Regions from separate parts of the Mus musculus genome. Here all the other regions are linked to region 1. A link is a contact called in public Hi-C data. All regions are on one chromosome and are shown on one strand. The core of a region is the stretch at or near the end of the contact, and the rest is flanking DNA. Distances in the headings are between cores, read along the strand shown.

What was found. A called contact is a pair of places that touch in the nucleus more often than the background predicts.
Region 2: a contact with region 1 is called in a Hi-C map of cortical neurons, with 1.6 times the contacts expected there. The contact joins the enhancer-like site here to the promoter of Kcnab1 in region 1. A contact is called at or near these places in 2 of 39 promoter capture datasets (the 3T3-L1 cell line and neural stem cells), 1 of 15 datasets of contacts at CTCF or cohesin (the NIH/3T3 cell line), 8 of 484 Hi-C or Micro-C datasets (the AML12 cell line, cerebellar granule neurons, cerebral cortex and 2 more) and 3 of 9 other capture datasets (adipose tissue, liver and pancreatic islet).
Region 3: a Hi-C map of cerebellar granule neurons shows a contact between it and region 1, with 2.0 times the contacts expected there. The contact joins the enhancer-like site here to the promoter of Kcnab1 in region 1. A contact is called at or near these places in 1 of 39 promoter capture datasets (neural stem cells), 2 of 484 Hi-C or Micro-C datasets (cerebellar granule neurons and cortical neurons) and 2 of 115 datasets of contacts at active chromatin or transcription factors (embryonic stem cells and neural progenitor cells).

What each region holds. Positions count from the first base shown.
Region 1 is chr3:65,107,665-65,111,117 of GRCm38.p6, forward strand. It overlaps Kcnab1 (potassium voltage-gated channel, shaker-related subfamily, beta member 1), which reads left to right and starts at 1,350. Exons shown (of 14, transcript NM_010597.5): 1 at 1,350-2,328. The coding sequence starts at 2,108.
Region 2 is chr3:65,173,350-65,176,623 of GRCm38.p6, forward strand. The region is part of intron 1 of Kcnab1 (potassium voltage-gated channel, shaker-related subfamily, beta member 1); the gene reads left to right. The region is part of intron 3 of A330015K06Rik (RIKEN cDNA A330015K06 gene); the gene reads right to left. Among named protein-coding and RNA genes, the nearest start is that of Kcnab1, 66 kb to the left of the region's middle. Within about 2 kb of position 1,407, at least 16 of the 459 cell types and tissues checked have an H3K27ac peak or open chromatin away from gene starts, as enhancers often do. A contact at or near this core is called in cerebellar granule neurons, cerebral cortex and cortical neurons, where this site is marked.
Region 3 is chr3:65,022,598-65,025,873 of GRCm38.p6, forward strand. It overlaps a transcript of Kcnab1 not described here. Among named protein-coding and RNA genes, the nearest start is that of Kcnab1, 85 kb to the right of the region's middle. Within about 2 kb of position 1,979, at least 1 of the 459 cell types and tissues checked has an H3K27ac peak or open chromatin away from gene starts, as enhancers often do. A contact at or near this core is called in cerebellar granule neurons, where this site is marked.

The DNA.
Region 1 (3,453 bases), core at 100-2,599:
TGCCACAATGTGGTTTAAATCTTATCTTCAGGTTCAAAGTTGTTAAGAGTAATAATATCTTGAGTGGATCTCAACACAAGCACAGAGTCTCCTTGAGGATTTCACTTCTGCAACTTCATTTGCTTGGGCAGAAGTGGCCAGAGCAGCTGTTTTATTTATTAATTTATACAGGCAGGCTATGTCATCCGTGAACATGCTTCCCTGTACTCCTGATAATCAGATCAGACCCATGGGTCCTGCCACAGGGGAGTCCATACCTTTGGGAGGGCTGTTGAGTCTTCGTGTGCTTCCTGAAACTCTGGACATTGTCATGTGTCCCAGTAGCCAAGTCAGATTATAAGAGAAGCTCCACTGAAGTGTTGTAATGGATCGAAATGAAGAAATGTTCTCCAGGCTCCTGAAATTCATTCTTTTTTCATTCTGTTGTGCTTAGTGTGGGTACCACTCCCGTGGACACATAGAGTATGATTTTCAACATAATCAGTCTCTGAAGACCGAGTGCTTTGTCCTTCCCACCCAGATTGCCTGCTCCTTACGAACTGAGACACAGCTTCCTAAATTTCCCTCCATATTGATCTCTATTGCCAAGAACAGAGATGGATTCACAAATAGCGTTTGTTGTTTCTTCCTCCTTGACAGTGGGGTCTGTTGGGGATCACATTTAGAAAGAAGCTTTTGGAGAAGATATAATTTAACCAAATTCATAGGACGAGTTATTTCTCTCATACTTCAAATGGAGAGATGAATTATCAACTAATTGATAGTTTGGTCTGAGCAGGTTTCTTGAGCAGTTGCTCTGAATGGAACATCCAGCCAAACAAGAAATGCATCTTATATGGGTTCAGGCTCAGCTCACAGAACTTCTTGCTGCCCATCCCTGTGGCCATGACAATATATATGGATCCTGTTACTTTCCTGACCTGTTTCTCCCCCATTGCACCTACCCCCACCTGTATCCTCCAGCGGGGAGGACCCATTGCTCCCTGCAGCATCCCAGACGTCTCTACTCTGGTATTTTAAATAAATTTGCAGTACGTTAGCAGACCCCACTCCATCCAGACTGCACTGTGGCTTTTCAGGAAACTTCTAACTTATCTGCATAAGAAATAACATGCAGAGGGGATATGAACCCTGACAAGGCTAATATCTGAATTCCAAGCTGTGTTCCAGCAAGTCAGAAGAGCATTCACGTGTTAATCAGTAGTGTGCTGTTCTCAGAGCACCCCACTCAGCCTCCCCAACTCAGCCTTTTCAACTCCTGCGCTGCAGCAAAATTTGGTGGCATCTAGGCAGAGCCCCCTGATGGAACAGCCCTCCCAGTCCTGTTCCAGTAAGGAGTGGTCACAGTGATCTTTCCTTCCCACTGCACACAAAGGCAAGGCGCTCCTTAAAGGGACCTCCCAGCTCTTCTATGCAGTCGCTAACCAAGTAAGTGCTGGCTCAGGAGACCCAGCTTTTGCCCGAGGATGAGTGGGGAGGGGTCTTGAGAAGCCTCCACCTCCGCATTCTCCTAAGCACAGGAGCGAGGTAGTTGGCAGGCATAGTGGATGGAGACCACGGGTCCGCGGGGTCCTGCTTGCTGTGAGCTGCTTCTTGGGATGCTCCTCTCCAGTTGAGCCTCCTGCCTGTGATCCAGAGGGTGCTAGCAGCGCATCTTGCGGTATGCCTGCGTTGCTTTGAGCCAGCGCCCAGAAACCAGCCCTCTGCATTCAGGCACCTCGGACTGGCTCCAGGCAGGGCTGTGTGCAGTCACCATGAATGCTCAGCTCTAGGCTTCTGCACCAGCCTCCTGACCACATGGATCTGGCTGTTTAATCAGCCGAGATCACAGCCTGGGAAGATTGGAGAGGCTGATTCGCGCTCCAGCTGCCGAGGCAACTTCCAGCTTGGCTGTTTACTTCTTTGGGTCCCGGGGACTCTGTCCTGCCCCTCAGCCTCTTCTGCCACTGTGTGGGTCCTGAAGTCAGCTGCTGGGACTCCTCTGAAGGCATCCAGGAAGGGGGGCAAGAGGGGTTAAAAGACAGCCGAAATCCCCCCAACTGCTCACCCTCTGCCGACCGCCTGTGTTGTGGGGTTCTGAGAGGACCTTGCTCTGTCCTGGGAAGCAATGCAAGTCTCCATAGCCTGCACAGAGCACAATTTGAAGAGTCGAAATGGTGAGGACCGACTTCTGAGCAAGCAGAGCTCCAACGCCCCCAATGTGGTGAACGCAGCCCGGGCCAAATTCCGCACTGTCGCTATCATCGCTCGCAGCCTGGGGACCTTCACCCCTCAGCATCACATTTCTCTCAAAGAGTCCACCGCAAAGCAGACTGGCATGAAATATAGGTATGGTGAGGTCCCTCTGCCCGGGGTTTCTGTGTTCTTTGACGGTTCAGCCAGGCAGTTGTTCCTGTTTGAAAGTGACTTAACTCAGCGCTTGTTTGCTTAATTTAGAATTCTCAGGTGTTTGCTTTGAAATTAGCCTTTTGTGGGGGGAGAGCTGAAAAGGGCCAAGCTGCTGTGCATGCACAAGTGCGATCTTTAAGATGTGGCCCATTTTTTTATATTCTAAGTGTTACGAACACCTTAGGACCATAATGAGTTCCAGAGAGCGGAGAAAACACACCTAAGAGCTAGGAACTCTTTTCTACTAGGACAGTTTGTCAAGAGCAGAAGTGTTTGTCCTGCTTGATGCACAGGCTGTCGATTCTACGCTTATGCTTTTCAGAATAGTTTCCCATCCCACGCTGCACTCTTCCCTTTGAGAGACCGAGGGAACATGTTAAGCCCAGCTCTTATTAAGGAAGGTTTGTGGTAGCAAGAAACACCTACAACGGTGTTAGAGACTGAACACTGCTGTACTGAAATCTAAATTACTGCCTGAAGTGAATGAAGTGCGACTGTTGTTAAATACAGGGGACCAGCTTTTCAGTGCCGGTGAATGTCTGTGTCCCTGTCTCCTGTATCACAACTGAATTGGTTGTTTTCGTAGATAGAAATCTTCCTGTAGTAAAAACAGTTCTCCGTTCCATAATGCGATCCCTGCCACTTCATTATGTTTGCTTTGCATCAGCACTCTGGCCATGGGCTCCGTAGCCCCGCTGTAGTTCCTCTGCACTTCTCAGTATTTAGGGACCCAAAGAAGAGCAGCAGCTGACACATCCTCCGAGGTCTTCGGCTCTTCTCATTTGCAGGTGTAACTGGTCATTGTTTTCCTTTTTTCTCTCCCTCGTTTGCTAGAGACCAGATTTTAGGATAAGATGGATGAACTCCGGACAATTAAAATACTGTACGTTTAAGATTGTGCTGTCTGTATGAAGTAAGCCGTTAAACTTCTCTAGAGAAGTTGGCCTTGATGAAAGTTTATCTGCAGATTTAAGGGAAGCCTCCCACTGCAACAGCAAGTCTTCTTGTCCTTCTGATGTTTTCAAGCCACTGAGAAAGAAAACCTGTCAACAGACTGGGAAGCCA
Region 2 (3,274 bases), core at 157-2,656, 66 kb after region 1:
ATGGATCTCACAGGAATAATCAATGGAATTCGCACACAGAGATGGTAGTTAGGGGTCTTGTCCTTTATTTTTTAATTTTAGATTTTTTTAAAAACTATATCAGCATCATCTAGCAAAGGTGTCAGACAGTGTTCCAGACACTGTGGAGTTAGAGGGAACAGGACATACAGAACCTCTTTGTCCTAGGTACAAACCAACAGAAACAAACACAATAATAAAATAAATGGAAGAGGCTGTAATAAGAGCTCCAAGTTGGGGTCGGGAGGGACACCACATGAGATAGATCTAACTCGGGCCTAAACCGAATAACTAGTCAAGGGTAGAGGCAGACAGTCAATACACAGAAATTGCAGAGGTCACAGATGGGAGAACTGCTTCTGTAGAGGGAGAAAGAGACCAGACAAGGGACGTCTGCAGTCATCCAGGCAAGAGCTGTGGGCTGTCCAGTTAGAGCAGTGACAGGAAAGCCAAGAGACAGTGGACATGGATACACGGTGAAGATGGGGCTGCCTTATGTTTGGAAAAAAATGGGTGCGAGACATTGAGAAACTGGCTCTGCTCATGTTTCTAGCCTGTGTGTTTTGGGGGGGGGGGTCATTTGGGTATAGTCATGCCATTTATACCCGGATCTAAGGATCACAGCAGAGGAGGGGTCTAGTCTCACAAAACTACTGAGGTATCGTCTGACTAAACTGCACTGTTATTGAGCTGTGGTGAATGCAGATGATCGGGGGTGGGGGTGGGGGGGCATGGAGCTGGGACTGTGTTGCCTCTGAGTGACAGGGAAGGAGCTCCTGCCTTCCTCCTCATTTCTGATGGGTCTCGCCATTTGCAAACTCTCAGTCAAAAATTTAACACTTGGAAGGAGGCTTTCCATCCAACATTCACCTCTAGACCATCCAGGTCCCTGCCCATGTGTGAGGCCCCTGAAGGTGAATGCTTTCGCCAACTTCTGCTGTTGGCTTACATGGGACATTACCAGATTACGTGATAGGGGTTGAGGATTTAGCTCAGCGGTAGACCATGGTCTTGAGTTCGAGGCCCAACACCGGTCTATGAAAGCTATGCACAGGGTTCATAGCAAGCTGTTGGTGAGTGAACCGAAATCCAACATGAAAAGATAGCACAGTGAGGGGAAAGCCTGTTCCGATCATTCAGGAGAGAACAGAGAGAAGAGAAACGGAAAAGCCTCTGGGGTCCTTTGAAAAAAAAATCTTACCGCAGACCCAGCAATGTTTCTGTTGCCCTCTGCTACACCGGTGTGACTTGCAGCCTGTCAGTCAGAGAAAGGCGTGAGCCACAGGACAGTTCCGTGGCAGCAGAAGGAAGCTCGAGGTTAGGGCGCATGCAGGTTTCCTGGGAACAGGCAGAGAGCTAGAGACTTATGAGCAGACACGGGCTTGCAGTCTCTGTTGCACGCCTGGCTGAGCCAAAGTTCTTGGCAGCCACCTGATGTTAATTAAAGCTCCAGTCTAGCTCCAACTTAACGCGTTCTCGCTGTGCTATTGCTCACCATCCCCTGGTTCCCCTTCGATTTTAAAGCCTCATTTGGGGCCTAGACAGTAGAGCACACTTTTGAGTCATATACAGAATGTCCCTAGCCCTTTGGAGGTAGAGGGGACTGGGGTTTTTAGTTATTAGAGAAGTTCCTCTCTCCCCACACCTCCCCTAATTGACCTCCTGACAAATAAGAGGCGCTGTGGTAGCTAAGCACCTCACTGTACCAGCTGAGCTGAGTGAGACCTGTCCTGTTCTTTATGCCTCTGTGTTATCTATCGTTCCATGGGCCTGTGAGACTTCAGCTCAGTGACTCTCCCTGCCCTTCCTCTAGAACAATACCTCTTTCTGGAGGATCCCCATGATGCAGAGGTAAGTTGGAGCTGAGCCACTGTTATTCCCATTCAGCCTTGAGTCTCTGTCAGTTCTGATCTTGTGACACGTTTCACCAGTGGAGTGTCCTTAGATTCTAGCTACCCTCTTATAGCTGGGTGCTGACTTGTGGTCTCTGTGCCACAGTAAGGCCATGGAGAACACCAGGAAGCTCTACCAGAATAAAAACCCATGGTGAGGGCTAGAGAACAGATGCTGTAGTAAGAGATAGAGGAGACACAGCTGCCTGGACCATGACATTGGCATCACTCTCCCTCCATCCCTATACAGATCTATGAGAGCATTGACCAGTTACCCATCACCTATGGCTCCTCTTAGACTCACATCAATGTCAAGCTGTCCCACTTCCCTCGGGTCTCTTCTTTCCCTGTTCTGAAGACTGCTATCTGGTGTCCTCTTTAAATCAGATTACCAATTCTTCAAAAGTTATTATTATCTCCCAAAGGGCTTCCTCTCCAAGTGTGCAAATGAGCGTCTGTGTATCTATTCTATGATCTCCTGATATTCCAGGCTGCTCAGACAGACAGAGAGACATTTCCCAACATCAGGAGGAAAACTCTGCATAGAGGGTACAGCTTTTCTTGGGGATAGCATCCCACCACCACCCACCAGCTGACCCTCACAAAGCCCTGCTGTCTATACTGTGCTCTGACTTGCTTCTTGGCTCCGTGATCAAGGTCATGTGTAGGCTGCCAGGAGCTGATCACGGAGCTGAGCCTCCCTTCCAGAAGCACACATGGCTAGCCAGACCCAGCCACCCAACAGAATGGGCATTCTACACTCCCACGTTCAACAAAGCTCTCTGAAGGTTCCAGCACGTATCCAAGAGGAGAACTCTGCTAAGAGCATGTTAAGCATTTCACCAAGCATAAATCTATGTCAGAAATAGAAGCATGTTGGTTAGATTTATGTCAGCTTGATTCAAGCCAGAGTTGTTCAAGAAGAATCTCAATTGTGAAGATGACTTCAGAAGACAGTGCTCCAGGTAAATCTATTGGACAATTTCTTGATTAACGATTGATGGAAGGGTTCAGCTCACTGTGAGTGTTGCTGCCCCCAAGTTGTAGAAAAACACAAACAACAAGTGATGAAGAGCAGGTCAGTAAACAGAGTTCCTCCATGGCGTCTCTATCCCTTCCCGCCTTGAGTTCCTGTCCTGAATGTCCTCAGTGATAGAGTGTGACCTGAGAGTTTTAAGAAGAAATAAACTCTTTCTTCCATCTGTTGCCTTTGGTCATTCTGTTTTATCGAAGCAGTAGATACCCTGCATCAATAGATACCCTAAGACAGGAAGTAAAATCATTTAAGTGACTGTAAGTCTAGGACAGTTGACTTAGTTCTCAGTTCTGTCAGGTAAGCTGCAACTCAAGTCTCCATTCTTTCA
Region 3 (3,276 bases), core at 729-3,228, 84 kb before region 1:
AGTCTCCTGTTGCAATCAATCAAATAAAGTGTCCAGTACATTAAACACTATACTCATAATATAAAAATGTGTTTAAATACATACGCTCACGAAATTGAAGACAAGCTTTCTAGTACTTGTTGATTAAAATTTTACTATGGCATGTAATATACATCTTTCAAGGACAGGATAGGAAATACCTGCTATCAAAATGTATAAACAATATGGAACTCAACGTGTGGATTGACTATGTACCAAGGCATATAGGTTAACAGAATGGGGGGGTGTTAGTCATGTCCTTTTCTTTTTATCATGTTCCCATAATAATCCTGAAGTAAAGGAGCCTTTTGGAAAGGTGTAGCATTTGACCAAATGTTAAGCCAAAGCAACCTTAAAACAATAAATTTTAAGCTTTAAGTACAAGTGTACCAGAGAATGATTGAAATTGGCATATAAGTTGTAAGATTCATTAATCAAAAGCATCAGTAAGATCATGCCATGAAATTCCCATCACCTTGGTGCCACAAATGCTTTGCTAGATTTCTCAGGCAATTTCTCAAAGTGCAATTATGATGAGCATAATGATGGACTTGATGTCTACACCCTGGTGGTGCCATGTAGTATTCTGCATAGTGATGTCATAGCCGTCTTAGTTTATGTAAGTACACACAATGAGACTTGGTTAGCAAGTCACATATTGATGCCTTTCTTGGGTGTTCCATCATCAGTTGACCCTTGACTGTGGCAAGAGTCCTTTTCTTCCACCCATGTTCTTCCCCAAAATCCCCAGGTCCCCAGTTTGCCATCCTCACCCTTTTCTACCAGTAAGACCAGAAGACTGAATTTTCCCCTGTTCTTTATTAAACATAAAAATACTTAGGTCCAAATATAACTTATCCTTCTTTTACAGAAATCAATGTGTCCTCATGACAGTTCAAAAGGCACAAGAAGCTTTAGAAATACAAAAAAGAATCAATTTAGGCCATTTCTAAATAGAGCTGGTTACTTATAAACTACAAGTAGGAATTAAAGAAGTTAAATAACCAATATTCCTGGAGCAACTACATGTCTGCCAGATGACTGGGCTACTAAACCTGTGAGCAGTTGTTTTTTGGGTTTTTTTGTTTTGTTTTGTTTTTATTTTTTGGCAAAATGGGGACAATAGTACTGATGAACCCACGGACTTTCTAGGATTAACATGAAGGCCTACTAAGGTAATGTCTGGGAAATAAGAATGACTTTCAAGGAATATTTTGATAATTAAAAACCTATAGTACTGCGATAATATAAACATGTAAATCCTTCATAACATAGGAAAGGGATCCTGAATTGAGGATTTCTGCCTTTGTAGGGATTTGAAGAGATGGAATCACGTTTTTTTTTTTTAGATCACAGATGAGGAGCCTTTAAGCATGAGATCAGGAGCATGAAGCAAAGGCCTCAGGGCATCTGCTGGTCAAGCAAGGGCTGCCAAGACCACCAGCAGCCTTACAGGCATTCCATGGCTTTCAATGTCAGCACTCCAGCAGGGGTCAGCAGGATCTGTCACCAGGTACACTATCTTTCCAATCTGGCAATGAAAATAATCTTTCATCCCAGGGCCAATTTGCTCTTCAAAACAACAGCCCTAGGCCTTTTTCACACTGGCTGCTCCTTTGCGTAAAATCCATAAACAAGGATTTTTAAGTTTTTAATGAGTCAAATTTTAAAAACACAAAATGGAATCATTGTAAGTAAAGAAAGGTCTCAGAGTCAGTCAGAGGTTGACTGATGTACCTAGGTTCTTATACCTGGTGAGGGATAAACGTAATGAAATTTTAAAATGCTGTTTCAAGAGTTGCCATCTGTTAGTAATATTTCCTTTTGTTGCATTTGTGTTTCTCCTAATTTACATTCCATCTCTTGCTCATTTAATGTTCTTTCGATGGAAAAAAACTGCAGGTACACTCTCAGGTACCATCTGAGGTAAGCCTCAAGACCTTGAAGTGAATGGGATGCAATGCAGAACTCTGACTCTCCAAATGTCTCTCCTCTGACTGACTAAAACTGAAAGCTTTATCATTAGAGATTCTTCCCTCTGGAATAGCTTTACCGGGCCCATTCCAACATCTCCAGTTAACCACCAGAAGCTTTCAGTCACTGTAAATGATGATGCATTACCTAAAACTTTATAATAACTGTGATTACACAGTGTATCTTCTATAGGGGAAGATTCTGACAACTTTGACTCAGATTAATGATTTTGAGGTTCATTCTGGCTGCTGCATTTAGTATGAATTCATCCTAGGGCCTATAGGAACTTAGTATCATCATCATCATCATCATCATCCTCTTCTCCCTCCTCCTCCCCCTTCTCTTCCTTCTCCTTCTTCTTTGACAAAAATTTCATTGTTGTTTTTTTCTCATATATTACATCCTGGCTACAATTTTCCCTCCCTCCCCTCCCCCCAGTCCTCACATCTCCCCTTTTCCCAAGATCCACACCCACTTTATCTCCCCTCAAAAAAAAAATATAATAAAGCAGACTTCCAAGGACATCCATCAACCAGATATAGCATAACAAGCTACAAGATCAGGTACATAGTCTCACAACAAGGCTGAATGAGGCAACCCAGTAAGAGGAAAAGGGCCCCAAAGGCAGGCAAATGCGTCAGAGACAGCCCCCATTCCCACAGTTAGGAATCCCAAAACCACAGCTACACAACCATAACATATGTGCAGAGGACCTAGGCCAGCACCATACAGACTCCCTGATTTCTGTGAGCACACTTGAGTCCCTGTTATTCTGTGAGTCATCTTATGGTATCCTTGATCCCACTACCTCTTCCAATCCTTCCTCCCCCTCCCCATTGAGGACTCCTCAAGATCTGCCTAATATTTGGCTATAGGATTCTGCATCTTTGAAATTTGCTGGCAAATGGATGAAAAACTAGAAAATATCATCCTGGGTTAGGTAACCCAAACTCAGACAGACAAACATGTTATACACGCACTTATAAGTGGATATTAGCTGTAAAGTAAAAGATAATCATGTTCCAATCTACAGACTCAGAGAGGCTAAGTAACAAGGAGGGCTTAAGTGGGGACAAAGAATAACCTGGGAAGGGAAAATAGAGTAGATTTCAAGGGTGGATGGGGTGGGTGGAGATGGGAAAAGGACGGATCAGGCTGTAGGGGATTGGGGGAGAGAATATTGGGAAAGATAACTGGTGTTGGTGTGGGTGGGGGAGGGATGCATTTTTGAGAGTGAGGTAGAAATCTAGTGCAATGGAAACTCCATGGAATCTACAAGGGTAA